Regions from separate parts of the Macaca mulatta genome. Here region 1 is linked to region 2. Evidence: chromatin contacts called from public Hi-C data. All regions are on one chromosome and are shown on one strand. The core of a region is the stretch at or near the end of the contact, and the rest is flanking DNA. Distances in the headings are between cores, read along the strand shown.

What was found. Hi-C and Micro-C count contacts between places; a contact is called where the count stands out from the background.
Region 1: a Hi-C map of liver shows a contact between it and region 2, with 4 times the contacts expected there. The contact joins the promoter of SESN3 here to the promoter of SRSF8 in region 2. A contact is called at or near these places in 3 of 14 Hi-C or Micro-C datasets (fetal cortex germinal zone, fetal cortical plate and liver).

The regions. Positions count from the first base shown.
Region 1 is chr14:96,051,660-96,055,752 of T2T-MMU8v2.0, reverse strand. It overlaps SESN3 (sestrin 3), which reads left to right and starts at 1,976. Exons shown (of 10, transcript NM_001266247.1): 1 at 1,976-2,270. The coding sequence starts at 2,193.
Region 2 is chr14:95,884,695-95,889,004 of T2T-MMU8v2.0, reverse strand. SRSF8 (serine and arginine rich splicing factor 8) reads right to left here and starts at 2,456. Exons shown (of 1, transcript NM_001266335.1): 1 at 1,142-2,456. The coding sequence starts at 2,386. The coding sequence ends at 1,523.

The DNA of each region.
Region 1 (4,093 bases), core at 727-3,226, 170 kb before region 2:
CGACCTTTAGCTAACACTGGAGAAATGGATCAACACCTTTACCCAACTACATCACTTAGACCCTTTGGGGGTTTTCTACTCTATTTTAATCTATTTAAACCTGACACTAGCAGATTTCCATTTCCTTTGTTCCTTGTGTAGACTTGGTTTATATGTGTTGGTCTCTAAAAAGGGACAGAGAGGAGACAGCTGTTGAGAAATGAGATTGGCAGTTTTAACCGCACAATTTGGTCTAATACCTTTGATATGCTAAACTTGCTAGCTCCTCCAAGTGTACCTTTCCGATTTTGCATAACACCACCCTGAATCCCTAAGGAAACCAGGGTTTGTTGTTGTTGTTTTTTTTTTAATTAAAAAGAAAAGAAAGAAATGCAAACCAGTGAAACTGTTCTTTTAAATCATCTCCACATAGATTTCATTCTACGAACTGCAGGACTTCACAAATCCTGGTACGCTAGAGACCTTTAAAAAAGGAGAAGCCGAGAATACTGATTAGGTTCTAAAAATCGAAAACAGGTGATGTCATAATGCATAGTCCTGTGGCCACGGCCATGGCCGGGTGGGGAGCTGGGCTCCAGTGATCACTGCACAGCGCTCCATGCCAGTAGGCGATGCAAGTTATCTCCGGGGCCCGGAGGACACGAGTGAGGACCGGGCACCAATCAGGTTCTCGCTCTGCGCCTGCCTTTGTTCTCACTCGGGAGCAGGTTGCCGGCGTCTAGCATCGGGAACCCGCATTCGACTCCGACGCGCATTGCTAGCCCCTTCGGGAGACCTGGCTCCCCTACCCGTCTGTCCCCCCACACTCGGTCAGCCTGCGCTTTCCCCAATCAAGTCTGCCTTCTCTCCGCAGAACGTGGAAGCTAAAACCCTGACTCACCATTCTAAGCTTTGGAAGAGGCAGGTTTGTCCCAATAGTTTTAAACGGCAATTTGTTCTCTGAACCTTCCTTTCTGAGCAGGGCTCTGTGCTCTGCATGTATTCGAACAGCTGCCTCAGGAAGGTCTTTTGGGTGAGAAAACAAGCCCCTTTGGCCTTTTCGTGCTGGACAAGTAAAGGAACTTACATCTCTAAGATAACCGCGAGAAGGTACTTCAGAAACAGGAGGAAACCGCTAAACCAGAGGTTTTGTGTCTCTCCCCTCAAACTCGATTACTTGCATAAATATATATATAACTCAGACATTTATCCCCTATCCGCCTCTCAAGCCTCAAGTAACTGAAGTCTTTGCAAAACACGGTTCACAATAAATGATGCATAAAGTTGTTTGAGATCCCTGGATACAAAGTCCTTCATAACTGCAGGCTTCTTTACAGCTAAAGTTAGATTTTGGTGGAGAGAAAGCCTAACCACTGCCCTGAAGGAAGGAACATTTAATCCTCCCACTCCCCTCCCCCTTTCTCGAGAGATCAGGAAATATTTAGCTCAATCTTAGACTCTCTAGCGAGCTCTAGCTCCCAACTATTTATCTCATTCAGCTCACCACTTTTGCAGGGACCTGGGGGGGCGTGGCTTATCTTGGGGGTGGGGCTTGGATGGCAGTATATTTGCATACGACACACCCTCGTCCTCTTATTGGCAGAGGAGAGCAAACTGTTCCCTGCTACCCTACTACTTAGCTAACCGCCATCTCCCTTCAGTTCCGAGCCTCGGAGACAAACTTAACTTGCCCGGAGATTCAAGGCTTCCTCGGCCCCTGCGATTGGCCGGCGCGACTCCCAAGCGGGCTCTCGTTGCTCATTGGCTGCGGGCTAGCGCCTGGGGGGCGTAGCCGGAGCTGTCCGATTGGCGGGAGGGGCGGTACCGGAGCGTCGAGGTGGTGAAGGTGGTGGGGCGGCGGAGGCGGGGCCGCACTGAGGCGCTGCGGCGGCGGCGGTGGCGGTGGCAGCGGTGGCGGCTGCTCGTCCTAGCCTGGCGGGGGCGGGGGTCTGGAGGATGGGGGCGGGTGGAACAACGGGCCGGTGAGGAGCAGCCGCCGCCGTCTCCGCCGTCGCTGGGGCAGCTGCCGCGGTGGTCGCCTCTGGCAGTGCCGCTCGCTTTCGGGCAGTCGCCTCTCCTCCCGACATCCCGCCTTGAGGAGGCTGAGGCGGAATCGCGGGTGGCGGCGGGGGGACGGACCGGCCCCGCAGTGGCCGCAGTGACAGCCCGGACCCGGCCCTCCGCCCGCTTGCGCCTCGGCGCCCGTAGCCACGATGAACCGGGGCGGCAGCAGCCCGTCGGCCGCCGCCAACTACCTGCTCTGTACCAACTGCCGGAAAGTGCTGCGGAAGGTACGGGTTCGGCCCGGTGTCCTGCCGGCGAGGGTCGCTTCTTGCCGGCGGGGGCTTGGGTGGCTCGTCCCCGGGCGCGCACTGGGGGAGGCTCAGAGGGATCCCCGGGCACCGTCCCTCCGCAGGGACCGAAAAAAGGGGGCGTGGGTTGAGGGCGGGAGGGTTTGGACTGCTGCGGCTTTTTATTTCCGCCGGGACAGACGCAAGTCCGGAGGGGTTGGGATATTTTTTTCTTCCCTTGTTCTTTTTCTTTGGTGCCTTTGCTCTCCTTTACGGCTCATTTCCCTAACTTACTACCCCGGGTCAGCTCCTTCGGCGGCGGAGGGCGGTAGGGATCGATTCGATCCTCCTCCCTGTGCAGTTTAGCTGTTGATGGAGATCGGTGTGAAATCAGAGCAGCTGGGTCGGATCCCGAGGAACCTGGCTGGCCCCTCTTTGCTGTAGCTAACTCTTGCGAGTGTTGTTTTTGTTTATTCGGTTGCTTCTGCCTTGCGCGCCTTGCCCAACACCCCTCTTTTCAAATTGTTTGGATGGTCGTCCTGTGTCTGTAGTCTCGAAAAGGAACCAGTAAAGCATCTTGAACTTTATGCCCATGGGAAATGCAATTCGACCTGGCCAGTTCCTGAGGCTGGGGTTGGGGGAGGAGGAGACTGAGGTGGATGTGGGTTATTCCTCCTTAGCACCCCCCTCCCCCGCGTTGATCCAGAAAAATCAGGCGCACCATCAGTTTATTGCTGCTTCCTAGAGTGACTGATAGAAAGTTTACTCCAGTATTGTTTAGCTCACTTGGCTTAATCGCCCCGTGGGGAAGGACGAGAGGGATGGGGAAAGGAATGAAAAAAAGGTCTCTAGAGTTTGTGATCGGATTTTAACAGCTGCCCCAAAGTAATATTGTAATCAGTTTATTCGTATTCAAACTCTATTTTTACATTTTATTAAGTGGAAACGTTAGGTGAGATGCTTCTGTTTGTTCACTACAAATGAATTAAAATTGCTGAGCTGTGCAAATGCATCGGGACTGAAAGCGGAGATGAATATGGTACCGTTTTTAGTCAATATCTCTAAATACAGTTCACTTTGGGATTGTTCTTTCTACATTTTTTTTTAAAGGAAGAAAGAAAAAATCACGTAAGTAAGCAAGCTCAAATATTTGCGCTCTTTGTCCAAAAACTGTTTTTCTTCCTCTGTGGGTCAGGCCAAGTGCCAATCAAAGTTGTTTTTCAAGCCTCTTTTCCCTGCAGTAGGGCTGCTGCTTTTTTTTTTTTTTCTTCCTATTTTATTTGAGAGCGTGAGAGCAAAGGGATTGCAGATTTGAGGTTAATTGAACAGTTAAATATGCCTTAAATTGTGTTTATTGGATATGTTTCTCTTGAAACAGATTTTTATTAAATGTGCATGTTGAGTATGTGCAGTTATTTTTTTCCATAAACTCTAGGATCAAATTACAGTTGATACTTGCTCAGCTCATTGTAGGGTAGCTTGTGAGAAATGTAATGGATCAGAAGTGCAGATCAGCTTAGCTGAATGTTAACTCTTTCACTGCAGGGCCAGATGTCATCTGAACTTAGCTTTCAAAAAAATGTATTTCTTAATTTTTAAATTTATGTTATGTCTTTGACATGAAAAAAATGTGTAGTTTAAGACACGTTTGATTAAAGTGCAGCCTGGTTAAAATGACAGCAAGTTATGTTTTTTAATTGAATAAGGAAAAAGAGCACTGTACTGACTTTGATAAAAAAATTTTTTTAATGGCTCTGGCAATTTGTCAGGCTAATAAAATGTTTGGAGGTAATATTAGGCTTCAAAATGTATTTCATTTTTCT
Region 2 (4,310 bases), core at 1,207-3,706:
TCAAGAATCGAATCCTGGGTTTAGCAGTTTCTGCACAAAGGAAATGGAATATTTTTAATTGACAATTCAGTCAAAAATATTAATGAAGATCTATATGGTTGAAAGAATAAATTTATTCAACTGGCTCCAATATAATCCTATTGTCACTAGATCATAGACATCAAATTGTTATTTTTCCCTTTGCTAGTAAAGGTATAAGCAGAAACAATTTCAAAAGAACACATAACATCCAGTAGGGATAATAATGAAAGCCAAAAATGGATTATTTGAAAATAATTTTAGAAGTAAAAAAACCATAGGTATGAGGAGAAAAGAGAGAAACTACAAATAAACTGCATTGTGATAAAACAATAAAGCACATGGCTAAAAGCCTATTAAGGATTTTTAAAAAATTATATTTTGAGAAACACTTGGTGCTAACAATTTTCTCAAAAGTACAAATATCCAAAAGTCACACAGAAAATAAAACAACCTACTTTCCATCAAAAGTTTCTAATTTTGAGAAAAGATAACACCAAGAAAACAATTTTAACTACAGAAACAATGGTTAGCGTAAAAAATTCATAATCAAAAAGATACACGTTTTAAGTACTTAACAAACTTATAAACCATTTCTTACATAACATTCTCCATATTTTAAGTTCATACATGTTGATATGATCAGAGTTACAATTTTTCAGAAAAGACGGGGGGAAAGGTGTGATTATCATCAGCTAGATGTGCTCACTGCATGCTCCATTATTTATCTGCAAGGCCTGGGTGACTGGAAGTGCAGTTGACAGGCATTTTAATAAACTGGACAGCCATTTGTTCTTCAGGACAAGGCGTGTTTTCCCCAGGAGCAATCAGAAGAAAACAGGAAGCAGCTCAGCACTCTGCACTGCAACAGGCCACCTTAATAGCTAACCAGCATCACTCAACTGCTACGCAGCCGGGCCTGGTGCACAAAAACACAAAAGAGATTAGACTTGTGTTTGCTAAAAACCCAGTCCTTTCACATGAAAAATCTTTATACGAATTTGGATCATACTACCTTTTAGACCTGGAGGTAAATAAAATTATCCATATTAATTTACACCACCTTTTGTAGGTTTTTAACTTTAAGGAATGAAGGCAATGTTGAAGCAATGTCCTGACAGCGTTAGGCTGTGTGTAATGGCTGCACACGTTTCCTTAAAAGTCAGGAGGCCACAAATTAGGTTACCAATCTGTTCATTTCAAACCAAAACAGTCGTCACTATAGAAATAAAAATAAATTTTTGCCTCAAATATACAAACCCAATAATGTAATCTTAGGTCGTTCACCTCCTAAGTTACAAGAAAATGTGAATAACAACAAAACGGCGCACAGAATGAATTTTGCCACCTGATGCAAAGCTTCAAACTGGTAAAAAGGTAGAAAAGTGTGACACAACCTTTTCAATAGGCAGCCCCTTCTTCCAGGGACGTTGCTTCCATGGACTGAGTATGTGATCCTTTTCCCCAAGTCCTCCATCATGTTGCTTCCTGATGCATCATTTTCTTAAGAGGACGTCTGTCCTTCCTCTTCGGGAGACTTGGGGGGCCTCTTGGATCGAGACCTGGACTTGGATTTCCTCTTGGATACCCGGGGAGGACTCCTGGTCATAGATGAAGACCTGGACCGTGAGCGAGACCTGGAGACCGAGGAGGACTTGGATCGTCGCGCAGAGCTCGATTTGGAGGTTGATGCAGAGCGAGAGCTAGTGGAGGACCCAGACTTCGAGTGAGACCGGCTGCTGTGATATCGGCTGTGGCGAGAGCGGCGGTAGCGAGAGTTACTGTAACCAGATGAGCTGTGGCGAGATCCGCTGTAGCGAGATTCCCTGTGGCGAGATCGGCTGTAGGGAGAGCGGCTGCAGTGCGCCCGGCTGTAAGGAGATCGGCTACAGGGAGACCGGCTATAGCGAGAACCCCTATAGCGAGATCGGCTGCGGGACCTGGAGCAGCTGGGACCCCGGGATCGGCTGCGGTGTCGCCGCCTGGGGCTGCGGCTCCGCCGTCCGTAGCTGCGGCTCCGCCGTCCATAGCCGCCGCCTCCGGACCTGCCGCGTGGCTCTCTCTGGCGGCTGCGGGGCAGGTCCCGGCGGCCATAGCGCGCCACCTGCACCCGCAGCTCGCGTCCGTCCAGCTCCGCCCCGTCCATGGCGGCCTCGGCGTCTTGAGCGTCGCGCCGGTCGTGAAAGCGGACGAAGGCGAAGCCGCGGGGGGCCTTGGTGTGGGGCTCCCGCGGGATGTACACGTCGCCCACGCGCCCGTACTTCTCGAACACTCGCCTCAGACTGTCGGGAGAGGTCCGGTAGGTCAGGTTGTCCACCTTGAGGGTGATCATGCCGTCCACGTCGGGAGGGGGGCGGCCGCAGCTCATGGCTCCCAGAGCAGGCCGGGCCCGGAAACTGGCGCTGCTCTGGGCGCTGACGGTGTGACCTGCGTTCCTTTCTCGCGGCTGCGCCCCGCGTGGGGACGCCGGGAAAGGCCGGGCGGAGAGGCTGGCGGCCGACCTCCGCAGGGAGCGCCCTGGAGCAGCAACTTCCAAATTCCCAGTTTCAGGCCGAATACTCCAGGAGGAAGGTTTCCTCTTAGTAGCTGAACTCCAAATGAAGCCAGGTCCCAAAGATCCTGGCTTTATACCTGGGCAACATCCTAACCAGCGCCCAGCTAGTGTAATCACTGGGCTGGGTTTAAATTAGACGTCCCACCCTCCCATGCCCCTCCCTATTATTCTAATTTTAAACCAATCTTAAGAACAAAGCTAACTGATTAAAGGTCAATTTATGGGAACAGGCAATCCAGACAAATATTAAACAAAAGAAACCTAGGGTAGCAATATTAATATCCAGTGTATTGATAGGATCAAAGAAGCACATTTTATAGTTATTGAAAAGAAAATTCACTAGGAAAACATGACAGTGATGAACTTAACGCACCTAAACACACAACAGTGACACATAGAAAGCCAAGACTGAGAGTTATAAGGTAAAACTGAAAAATCTGCACTCATGATGGGAGGTTTTTTCCCCCGTAACACCGTTTTCTCAGAAATCAATAGTGCAGAGAACAAAACTAGTAATGCTATAATAATTTGCACAACAAACAACAATTTTGATCATATAACCTGCAACAACCAAAAACATGTAGAAAACACAAGAATTTCCCAATACAAGACTACAAAATAAATGTCAATTAAAATTTCATAGGTCAATAAATTGAGTACATCTGGACCTCAGTGAAATAATATTGAAAGTTAAAAATAAAAAACCTGAATCCAATCATATTTATTTGAAAATTAATAACCACATTTCTAAAACTTTTTAATGTTGAAGTCAAGCAATTAGTAAAGCAAAACCAAAACAAAAGAATAAAACATTAAAATAAAAATAGAATTACAAATAAACAAAAGGGATGATATGTTTTTTAAAAAGAGGATTAATAAAATTTGAAATCTAACACTTTTAAAGAAAAAAAAAATTTAGCAATACTGATGAAGAAATACAGTTTCTAGATCTGGAAAGGAAATATACAGAAAGGGCCTAGAGCATCTTGGAGTGCTGGAAAATGATGTGATAAATAGAAAACAAACAAAAGCATTGATGGAGTAATTTTAATGTGGTACAAAAACCAATAAAACAGCTCCCAATGGCCACATATTGAACAATTTAAGGAACAAACTAAAATACTACTATATCATATTCCAAAATACAAAATATGAATCTGTGCTGCCGTAAATAAATGGTTAAATAAATTAACACATTGGAGAGAAGAGAGAAAACTCCTCTGCAGGAGAATTCTAAATAAATTAAATTAATTAAAATGTTGCTGATTTTGAAAATGTTATGTAACCTTATATACATAGAATTGTGCTTTTTATATTTTAATGTATTTTGTGTTTTATTTCCCTCATCTATATTGTTCCATCTAGCTGTACTTGATCCTTTTGCCTTGCCGTAAGGCATTCAATGGTATAAATGTTTTGCTGTTCATGGGCACTTGGGTTGTTTCCACTTTGGGCCTCTTACAGTGTTGCTCAGAACACGCTTGGACATGTATACTGGAGCTCATGTGTCCTTTTACGTATGAATGGATCCCTTGTCATAGAATACAGGAAGCCCACTGTAACCTCTGGCTTCAGCATCAGTGAATTCAGCCAACTGTGGGTAGAAATTATTCAGAAAAAAAAAACAATAAAAATAAATAAAACATTATACAGTAAACAATTATTTACATAGCATTTTCATCATAATGTAAGTAATCTAGAGATGACTTAAAGTATATTGGAAGATATGTATAGGTTA